2 separate regions of the Rattus norvegicus genome follow, and region 2 is linked to region 1. Evidence: chromatin contacts called from public Hi-C data. All regions are on one chromosome and are shown on one strand. The core of a region is the stretch at or near the end of the contact, and the rest is flanking DNA. Distances in the headings are between cores, read along the strand shown. Region 1 holds the start of Nrn1 (neuritin 1). Region 2 overlaps Fars2 (phenylalanyl-tRNA synthetase 2, mitochondrial).

Region 1 (5,548 bases), core at 959-3,458:
CAATTGTGGCTTCTAGAAATCAAGCTTGCACTGGAAAGCCGGAAGCAGTGCGCGGGACAGAGGTTGCAGGCATAAGCCTCTGAGCACATCGGTCGAGTTCCCGGTCCTTTCTGAACCTGGTTTCTGTAACCCCCAGGCAGGCAGCCGACCCGTCTCCTCTACATCCCTATCCAGTGCGGTTTTCATTTGCTCATTCATTTCTTGGATCTCTCTCATTCATTCCAAACTTCCTCATCCTCTACTTCCCCGCCCCTCCCCAACCCCCACGCTTCTTGCCAAATGTCAGTAATTTGGGAGAGCTTCCATCTATGAATTAATAAAGACTGAAGCTCTGATGCAAAAAAAAAAAGGGGGTAGACATTTGGGGGCACATACATTTTAATTCCACTATGAAAATGATGGTCATTTTTCAGGCCGAGGTTAATCAAATGAATCCCTCCTGCAAATCACTGTTTCACTATATTCTATTTTCACCCATTAGGAAACAGAGTCTCTAAACATCCTCCAGGTGAATCCCCTATCTTAAAACACTCGCTTTTTCTTAATCTGTGAACATTGGTCATCTAACTACAAAATGCCATGCTCACTCATTTCCAATACTTAAAGAATTTGCTGCCCTTGGGATCCATGTCCTATGATGGTTGCAGCTCTTTGAACTAATGTCAAAGGCACAAAACCACCAGATACAACGCATTAAGTCATTTCCTAAAATTAAAGGAAAAGCCAACATCCTGCTGCATGCTCCTTGCTTTGCAAGACCCCAGTTTCTGCAAAACAATAAACAAACAATCAAAAAAAATCCCCCAAATCAAATTCTCAAGATTATGTCAAATGCATATGGACCCCGATGGAAAGAATCAGTTTTAATGTTCCAGGAGCCCCAATTCCTCTACATTTCTTATGAAGAAAAAAATGTTAAGCATCCCCGTCTCCTGTCCCACACAAATTCCCTGAAGAGCCCCTGAAATTCTGCAAGGATTTGTCTGTAAAGAATGCTATATCCTGGCACGATAACAGCTTTCTCCATCTCCAGAATAACCACAGGAGAGTTTCTATTTTTTCCTTTTGTCCATTCTATTAATAAACTGCTTTACTTTCACTTTTCAGCTACGTTAATTAATGTTCCAATCCGGTATCAGACAAGCAAATTCACTAGTATTTAAAGCATTTGCATATTGGATGGAAAAAAAATATGAACTTTAAGAAAGCTTCCCAACAGTGTAGCTGAGACTCGACATTCCTTAACATAAAATGGGGGACTAAGTCAATCCATCCACAAACAGCCGCAAACAAAAATGACAAACACACGAAAAGACATATTGCAAACACGGTAAAGCCCTTTCCTGTATAAAAAGACTAGCGATGGTAATATGTAAAATCACAGACACACATGAGCCTGAAAAAGTATATCGGTGCATATTTGGTTGATTTATCCTTCTCAGAGTAGTCTGCGGTGCCGGGAGCAAACGCTGCAGCTCGGATATAGGGGGAGGGGCGGGGGAAGGACAAAGTTCTAAATGCTGCAGTTTGAGGGCAGCCTTGGAATATCTTCGCTTTCTGCATATAAACTTTTCAGCCCTCAGCTGCCTAGGCATCTTATTCTTGCCTTCACGTTCCGACCCCTCAAGATAGTATCTTGCAGTATAACATGGGACAAATGCTACGAGCGCTCAGATCCTGTTTCAACCCCGAAAAGAGAGAAAAAAAAATGGATGTGCGCTTTGGAGAAAAAGGGGAAAACCCCCCTTGGAAAATAGCTGGTCACACACTTCCCTGCAGAAGAAATTTCTTTCTTTAGGAAGACCCAACCAGGACTCCAGAGTCCCCAAGAGCTAATACCCGGATCCCGGGAGTCTGCAGGGTTTTCTGCAACCAGAGGCTGTTGCCGGCCAGCAAAGTCCCCTAAGGCGCCTCTGGGGCAGGCAATCTCCAGCCGCCTACCGAGCCTTACCGGGCGGCCACTTACCTATTTGCACCGCGAGGATCAGTGAAATATATCTGCCGTTCAACTTAAGTCCCATCCTACGTTTAGTCAAACCATTTGCGACCGCAGACCTTTAAATAGTTAGTTTAGAGAACGCGGGGGAAAGCTGAAAAATAGGCATTGCCAACAAGTTCCGGGAGCGACAGAGACTTTATGCACTGGGAAGGCAGAGGGAGGAGAGAAAGAGAGGGAGCGAGGAAGAGACAGAAAGAGAGCGAGAGAGTGAGAGGCTGTGGGGGGGGGGGAGCTGGGAATGGTTCACTCCATTAGGAGGGGGCGGAGGAAGTACAGCCTCACGCCCACGAACAGGCCTGACGTGGGGGATGACACGGATTGATTTTTTTTTTAATATAGACACCTTGGTAGAGAATCACCATTTATAGTCATAAGACTCTGGAATTAATCAGATATCTCCAATTAATGTGCGATCTCAATGAAATCTCGCCTCTCTGGGGTGACCTCTTCTCATCCCGGTGGCCACCCCCGCCTCCTCGTTCCAGGGGCCCCCAGCCCCGCCCCCTCCCTGCGCAGAATCGGGGCTCCCTCTCCTCTCCCCGCCCGGAGCCGGGGAGTCCTAGCGCGCCCACTCGATTGTTCAACCTGCTCCCTCCTTCACTGGCGCCACAACGAACCCAGACACTTCCCACCCTGCAGAGAGGTTTGAGAAGCTTCAGGCCGGAGTGGGAAGAAGGGAGAGACTCATCCGAGCCGAATCACCCCTCTCTCGCCCTCAGCTGTCTGCAGACTTGCCTACCCTCATTTTCTCCAGCCCTGCAGCTGAGCTCTAGGCGCAGCCTTGAGCGCGTGAGCACACAACCCGGTTCCCGGCACACGCACACACTCACAAAAGCGCACGCCCGGGAGCGGAGCCGAGCGCCCCCGAGCTCGCCCGCACACTGCACGCGAGCGCGCGTACACGCCCAGGTCCCGGGGGTTCGTTCTGCACACACAGGGCCCCAGAAATAGACTCCGCGTGCCCTCTTGTGAATCTCACTATTCGCAACGCTCACTCGCCCGAAGGGCCTCTATACAAGGAACAGAGACACCTATTTGGGGGTGGGGGTGTGGAAAGGCAATTGGGCAAGAAGTCTAGGCTAAGGCAAATTTCGGATTCTTGTGATTTACAAACTCTTAGCGCTTTAGGAAATTTTCAAGGCAAGCTGTGGTGTGCAAGCTCCTTTCTGGGAGTCTCCTGGGGTCATTTGTAGGGTCGCACTCAAATGTCCACACACGCACCCACGTCCATCACGAACACACACACACACACACACACACACACACCCAGATCCACACACACCTGCGCTGTTTTTTGAATGACCCAGCACACACTGCAGAAAGAAATATCTCTTCAGCTGTGTTTGTGCAAGGTCCTGTGGTAGGTCATGAAAGATGGAAAAATAATCAGGGCTACTTCTTAAATGAAATTAAGTTTTTCTCCCCCTCCTTTTTCTGCAATGCACCACACCCTCTTCACCAGCCTGAATTCTAGCGACTTTAGTCAAATGTTGAAGGCCTCACTGGCCAGATGTATTACTTAAGACAATGAAGAGATAAGCGAAAAGGAGAAAATAAAAGAACCCTTTATATTTTACAAGACTTCAGGGCCACCACGTAAGGCTATCAAGTTAGTGGCAGAAATGAAAGGGGATTAGGGAGGTGGGGGCTCCGTTTAATTTGCCTTCCGAAGCCCCTGCACTGGGAACCACACACAGCCATCTGTGCACGCGGACTGAGAAAGGGAGAAAAGGGTGCAAAACTGGGGTCAGATGACAGGCGGTGGAGGGAGGAACTGAGGAGGACCTCGGGGGCCTTGCTGCCCCGAGAAGCTGGGAAAGCGCGCACCGAGGGGACCCAAGCCCGAAGCTCTGCAGAACCGCAGAACCCGAGGCTGGCCGCCTGGTCTGTAGGGGCGGAGCCACATCTCAGCCCCGGTGACGCCAGGGTAGGTGGGCGGGGCAGCGGGGGCGCACTTTCCCGGTGTCCAGGGGCCCAGTGGCAGCTCCAGGAGTTTCCTGCCCCAGTGTTCCTTGGGCTCGCAGAAAAGCAGAAAAGGTGGGCGGGTGGAGGTGGGGCGAGAACGGGTGGCGAGTGGGGGGCGTCCCTCGGACCCTCCCCCAACGCCCTCCAATGGTAGAGAAGGGGCTGGCTAGGGGCGGGACCTCAAGGTTGGAAGCCCTTCCCAGTACTCGCTTGTCCCTTCAGGGTTCCACGCACAGGACACGGGTTTCCCCTCTAACACCCCCGTCCGTGGCTCTGAGCTGAGTCCTCCTGAGCCTGAGTACCAGGGGATTTACATTTCGTGCCCTCAACGTCCTTGCCTCCCTCCTGTTCACTCATCGGGCCCTCTAGGACCTTTTCTGTGGGTGCCCTGGGATCTTCCCAATTACATCCTTTTTCACTCAGAACCAGGGGCTTTAGGGCTTGTGTGAGAAGGCCGCACTGAAAGACTAAATGTAGCTCAGTGAATCGGGTGCTCCAGGACAGGCTTCTGCAGTCCCGCGCGCGTGCGTGTAGAGTCGGAACCGGCTGTGCCATGCCACCTCTGGGTCCTCTGCTGGTCCTTTCCTTTACACTAGCCCTTTACTTCCTGGCCTCTCTTCGCTGGCACGCGTCTTAAAAAAAAGTGAAGCAAGAGTCTGGCAGAGGTACAGTCCATAAATAATCTGGGGGAATAAATAATTGAACGCAGATGCTAACGATGTTTTTGTTTTTGAATTTTCGAACCTTTTAAATCACAGGCCATTCTTCAGTCTAGGCCCCGGAAGGCTTTGTTTCTTCCTACTTCTTAACCTAAGAGTAATAAAAACCAAGATCAGCAGGCAATGCAGGGGTGAGGGCGACTGAGATCACGGGCGGTATCCATGGTTGGGGATGGGGACAGCTCCTCTTTTATTAATTTGAAATGCCTATTCAGGGACTAAGCCACTACCCATGGGCTGACCCTGGGCTCCAAATTCATAGGTAGCAATGAATAGCCTAGTAGGGGCACCAGTGGAAGGGGAAGCCCTTGGCTTTGCCAAGGTTGGACCCCCAGTGAACTGGGATTGTTGGGGGGAGGGCGCTAATGGGGGAGAGGGTGGGGAGGGGAACATACACATAGATGGGAGGGAGAGGAGTTAGGGGGATGTTGGCCTGGAAACCAGGAAAGGGAATAACATTTGAAATGTAAATAAGAAATACCCAATTTAATAAAGATGGAGAAAAAAAAGGAATGCCTATTCGGGTCATATTTAACATGAAAGCTGACCCTGCCTGTCACATGACCTTGGCTGTCCCAAGGAGGTCTGGAGTTACATTCTCCCAACCTGAAAACAAAGAGGACAGTCTACAATGTGATTTCCAGAGGATCTTCAACGTTGACTTTCCATGAACTAGGGCTTTCCTAGAATACCATGGACATGTCTGGAAGTGGGAACATCCCAGCAAAAGCATACTGTCTAAGCAAAAATGTCTGTCATAGGTCAACAGGGGTAAAGGATGCTTTCCCCTTCAAATAACTAATTTTTCTAAATACAGTTCAGGAAGTTAAAAAAAAAAGTCCTTGGTGCTGTTGGGTCTTCAGGC
Region 2 (5,548 bases), core at 932-3,431, 450 kb before region 1:
CACACAGTCATCTCACAATCTCCTATTCATTAATTCTGTGTTATTGTTTTGTTTTATTTCTTTTTGAGACAGGGTCTGGCTGGCTTGGAATTCTTTCTGTAGATCAGGTTGGCCTCAAACTCAGAGGTTAGACTTCCTCTCCCCTTACTTCCTAAGTGTTAGGACTAAAAGCTTGCGCTACCACTCCTTGCCTGTCCATTAATTGTTAATTAATTTTTAATTTCATTCATGGGAGATATTGGCATTGACCTTGAGTTGTAAAAATTGAAGAATGTTATTTGTAACTCTCAGAGTAGCTTGTGGCATAGAATTTGAATCTATGCATTGAATTTTAGTAGACTATTATCTACTTATTGTGGTCATTTTTATTTAGACATGATGGAAGGAGTTAATCTGTAGTGAAGAAGCACAATTTCTGCATCATTTGCTATAGAATGAATTTGAATGACAGAATTTGAACTTATTGCTGAACTAGTATTTGAAGTTATCAATGTGGATTGCCATCATTTATATAAGAGGATTAAAAGTAATATTCAATGCATTTGACTTTTCTCTGTAATTTTATTTTATAATAATTAGGTTCTTAGTGGTTCAAAAGTGAAGCTTTTCTGTGTTGTTTATTTTGTACAGCACTATGAAAACACAAATTTGTGTTTGTTCAAACTGGATTTGAATGTAAAGTTGGAAACTACTGCTGTGACTTTAAATCTAAGAATAACAAGTTTTTTCTTTTTGCCTGAGTGTTCTAAAACATATACTAATCAATGAGATCATGTATCGGTCTTGTCGTGAAAGACTGTGAGTAGAAATGCAAGTTCCATTTTTCTTTTTTAATTCTTTAATTTGTGTTTACGACATGCAATCAGCACTCTGAATTTTCTCAAGCACTTTCTTGAACTGTTTCTAATAATACCCAAGGTAGTGGTGAGTGGCTGTGTGGAAGACTGTTCTATTTACAGCAACCTGTTTGTTTTCTGGATCTCTCTTGTTCCTCTTGCTGATCAGTGAGTGCCTTTTAAGCTAGAGTTTTTTAAGAGTGCATGGTAACGGAAGTGAACCTTAGTGGGGTTTTCTGGATATGGGGAGCCTGACCTAGACACAGCAGCAGAGGGCGCTCGGTCCCTCTTTTCACAGCAATAGAGCCTGCAACAACCATCCCTCTTTTAAGCAGCTAAACAGGAATTGCTCAAATTGATTAAGTTTTTCGAAGATCTTGTTCCATGATCTGGGGCTAGGTGCCTTAGAGTAAAGTAGGTCTTATTTTAGTCTTGGGAAAACTGAGTGTAATAGGGAATTTCCTGAAACTCTGCAGGAGGAATAAAATTGTCAGTGAAATTCCATGAATCCTTCTCTTCCCTTTCCATATTCTGACTAATGTGCAAAATAACCATTTTCCTAAGAAGACCCAAATGGAAACCCCAGGAATTTGCATTTCCTCTTGAATAGTTTCCTTAATGAAAGGTGTCTGAGACATAGGCTTTAAACAAACAGCAACTTGAAACATTGTGGCATCTACTTGAAATTTAATCCTTTTTGTTAGATAGCTAGTGCCTCTTTGCTTTTACCCAACAAAGACCCTTAAGAAAAAGAAAATGAAAAAATAAATAGCATTTCTAGAACCCTCTTGCCTCGCGCGGCAGATCATATTCTCTGTGATCTTGTTCACTCATATTATGTGGTGATTAGAGCCAGGCTTCAATCAGCTGAAAGATTCCCCAAGGCAGGGTCTTGTCCCACCAGTGCACATGGCATGCCCCGTCTGACACCAGGGCAACTTGAGAATTGAGCCAGAGATGCTGCAGTTTGGTGCAGCAGATGCGCACTGGTGGTTGCCATGGAGATTGCTAATACTGCTGAAACTCAAAGAAAGGGCACTTGCCACAGCTCAGGAGCCTGTGTGAAAGTGAATGAAAAGCAAGTGGAATTGAGAATAGGCCCTCAGCTACTTGTCCCACATGGAGTTTTAATTTCCTTTCCTCTTCCTTTTTCAGAATCTAGATTGAAAACAGGGCAAGTCATAAGGCACGCCGGAGCCCCTCAGAGCTTTCTGCCGCCTGACATATCCTTGGGATAAGTGTATATTAACAAGGAGGCATGACTAATAGGATTGGGTTGGGGGCTGGGCTGGGGCATGTGGCAATCCTTCTGGAGCCTCTGGTCTGCTTGTCACTGGGGCTTACTAGGCACCTTGGGATTTGTCTGCAGCATATGTGCTGCTGTTAATGATTGAAAAATTACCACAACAATTAGTCATGGATCACTGAAGGCAGGGCCCCAAATGTGATGGACAATCTGATTAAATCCATGTATGTGACAATTAACTCTCCTGCAGGTTTATCCATCCAGGGAAAGTGCCCTAGGGGTGAGAGCAGAGTGGAATGAGAAGATGGGGAAACATGGTGATAAAAAGGAGTAGGAGAGGTAAACGCTACAGAAGAGACTGATGCAGCTGGCACTATTGGTTTTTAATCTGATCCTGAATTAATCACGGTTTGATTAATCCTGGTTTTATTGCACCTTTCTATTGCCCATTTATTTATTTCTGCCTCAATTTGATGGAGGTGTGACTGATTAAATTCTGCTCATTCCATGTTTTTGAATTTTTAAATTCAGCTCTCCATTAAGCACAATGTTCTAGGTGGTCCAAAGTCCAATTATCTTGTAAGAGCTTAACAGGCACCAGACACAGCACGTCATGAATCCCCTCATGTATCACAGCTGAGTAACTCAGAATAAATATTTGTTTGTTCAGTAATCTGCCTAAGCGAAGGAAGCCTGTGATGTCAGTATGCTTTGTTATTCAGAAGAGATGGATCTCCCACCTCCCAATTTTGGTTATAAGAATAATAGAAACTCAATGTGTATCACCAAGAAGATTTTGTGCACAAAGACAGAAAACTGTTTGTGTGAACTTATCTCCCAATACATCTTGTAGCCTAACAAGGTCAAGCTGTGCTGACCTGTAACTGTGGCTGAGCATTGTTTTTAACAGAGTGCTCTGTTCTTTCTTTAGATGATACTTTGTCACCCATGCTGCTTATGAAACACTGCAGTGAAGTAATGCCCAGGAGGTTGTGACACAAAGCAGCCCAAGCTGAGCCTGCTGCGGTGTACCTCCTGTGTCTGGAATGTACTGTTGAGTGGCAGGTGGCTTGCCCCATTCAGAAGACATGGAGAGCTACACGGTCTACTTATGCAGTTGCCTTTTTTTTTTTTTCTAATAGAATTTGGGAGGACAATCTCACCCCTCTAGACTAAATTGGGTTGTCCTTTTATCCGCATTTTAGCATGACCTATCCAGATACATGAACATAGAAGATTTGTTTGTGGTGTGGGACATAGTAACTTCTAGCACAATAGACTCGAAGACAAAAATTAGCCCAAGAAGAGTCTCGTTGCCCTGGGAGATCTCTGCAGAATATTGTGTTATTGATAGTACCACTGATTTGAGCACCAAACAAGAGTGTCAGCCTGCCTGCACACAGATGATAGGGAACCTCAGAACCTCTACCTTGAGGTGGCTAGCCCTCCGTATGCTTCCCGGTAATCAGCCTCAGTGTGGAGATTGAAAAACTCTTCCTCATGAAATATTCTTTCCTACTGCACCCCATTCGAGAAGCTGTTACAGCTTGGTAGTCACCAATAGCAGTTCCTCTGTCCCTTTCTGTCCACTTAATGACCAGTACTGACACAGTCTCTGTCCATTTGCTTGTTTGGCCAGGTTTTGTTTCATTTGTTTATTATTTACCAGCTGGTTTTCATGCACCAAGAAGTGTGCCTTGCACAAGTCATGGACACAAGAGTGGGAGTCACAGACATTTGTATTTTGGTGCAGCCAGAGTATAGAGATAGATGAATTCAAAGTGGGAATTGTCAATTGCTATGAAAGCTCATGTGATCAAAGATGTGATTATTGCCAACAGGAGGAGTGACTTTTCCTTCGGTTTCTGCAAGGTTTTTGTAGTATCAGTCTTTGAATATGTTCTCAGTTCTCCCATAGCCAATGATCAAAAGACTAGATTTTCACTGTTTCCTTACATGGTTTGAACTGGTTGATCAGGATGGAAGAGAAATACAGACTATGAATGAATAGTACAAGAATGTGGTGTGGTATGTTCAACAATGAGTTAAGGGGGACAAGAGTTGATTTGAACATGTGTTAGCATCGTGTGGATCCAGGTAAGGGAGAACATTAGGGGCTCAGGCACAGTCTGGACTTTAGTGGTCAATGAATTGCATCACAGTTAAATGACGTAGGAATGACTATGTCATGAGGCATGTGCTCCCAGAAAGCTGCTGGTCTTTGGGGCCTGCACAGTTAGTTTCTGACTCTTTCTCTGTTCATCTTCCTTTATTCTTTTCTGATCCCAACTGGCTGGACTTGTTTCTCCCAGTGTGGATAATACAACACTCTAATGGGGCTTTACAGAGACACCTTTCTCTCTTTGTTCAGGTGCAGTTCTGAGAGACTCTTTCATTGCCCCTCTGACCTCAGGGTCATGGACCCTGATAGTTCTCCTGGTTTGTTTTATATTGTCACTTCGGCGTTTGGGGGATGGTGCTCCTATCTCTTATACAGGGGAGATTCTAATGGGTCAGATAGAAGCAGAGTAACTTTCTTTAACCAGTGGTTAGTAAGTCACTTGATGACCCACAGCTGAACCAATGAGACATAGGAAGTTGTCCACCAGGGACTTTTGGGAAAAATCCCTCACTTCTGAGAAAGACATTGGGAAAGATGTTTGTTCTTTCCTTTTTCTGTAAGTTGAAGCAAATGAGACAGTGTGTTGAGGATGGTGACTAGCTAAAGCCAGAACCTGGAGAAGGTGGCCCCAGAGGAACTGCAAAGGGTCAGAGGAATTGTTTCCATCTCAAGGTTCTTTGTCAGGTACCCTGTTGTTTGAGCAGAAAGCATCTTCTTGGTGTTGCCCGGTTTTAATTTCGTGGAACTTAGCAATCTATGAGTTCGTTGTGGTACTTACTGTCACTCTCACTAGAATCTAATTTTATTTGGGCAAAACCTTGTCTGTCTTGTTGACTATCAAATCCATAACTCCTAGCCAATATGAAGACGTCAGTGGCTGACTAATAAAAATTTGTTGTTTGTATGTATGTATGTATGTATGTATGTATGTATGTATGTATGTAGTGTGTGCATGTATGTAACATGGATGGATGAATAAGTGAATGAAGAGAATCGGGGAGGAGAATATAATCTTTTATAAAATGTCATGCATTTCCCCTGCAGGTGGCTGGTGAAGAGTAGCTGCAGGAGCAGAGCAGTTCTAAAGAGGCAGTGAGCACCTCCTCACTGGATGGCAGTACATGGGTGAAGGGCTGGGCAAAAGGGATGCCCTCAGCCAGAGAAGGAGGGACTACTTAAGTCGCATCAAGGGTATTAGAGAGGACGGGGGGTAGGAAGAAGAGCTCCTACTTTCTGAAGAAGGAAGTGCAATTTTGAAATGTAGATATTAAATGTCACTTAGTATTTTCAGTGTGGAGAGCTAGATGTTTGCTGAAAATAAAGGAGTGAAGACACCAGGGTGGG

The links. Hi-C and Micro-C count contacts between places; a contact is called where the count stands out from the background.
Region 2: a Hi-C map of the A7r5 cell line shows a contact between it and region 1, with 3 times the contacts expected there. The contact joins the enhancer-like site here to the promoter of Nrn1 in region 1. A contact is called at or near these places in 4 of 12 Hi-C or Micro-C datasets (the A7r5 cell line, the Rat2 cell line, Schwann cells and 1 more) and 1 of 1 datasets of contacts at active chromatin or transcription factors (oligodendrocytes).

Annotation. Positions count from the first base shown.
Region 1 is chr17:28,332,086-28,337,633 of GRCr8, reverse strand. It overlaps Nrn1 (neuritin 1), which reads right to left and starts at 2,208. Exons shown (of 3, transcript NM_053346.2): 1 at 1,967-2,208. The coding sequence starts at 2,021. It overlaps LOC120097730 (a long non-coding RNA gene), which reads left to right. Exons shown (of 3, transcript XR_010059462.1): 3 at 1-1,968.
Region 2 is chr17:28,786,829-28,792,376 of GRCr8, reverse strand. All of the region lies in intron 5 of Fars2 (phenylalanyl-tRNA synthetase 2, mitochondrial), which reads left to right. Among named protein-coding and RNA genes, the nearest start is that of Fars2, 160 kb to the left of the region's middle. Within about 2 kb of position 2,181, at least 14 of the 93 cell types and tissues checked have an H3K27ac peak or open chromatin away from gene starts, as enhancers often do.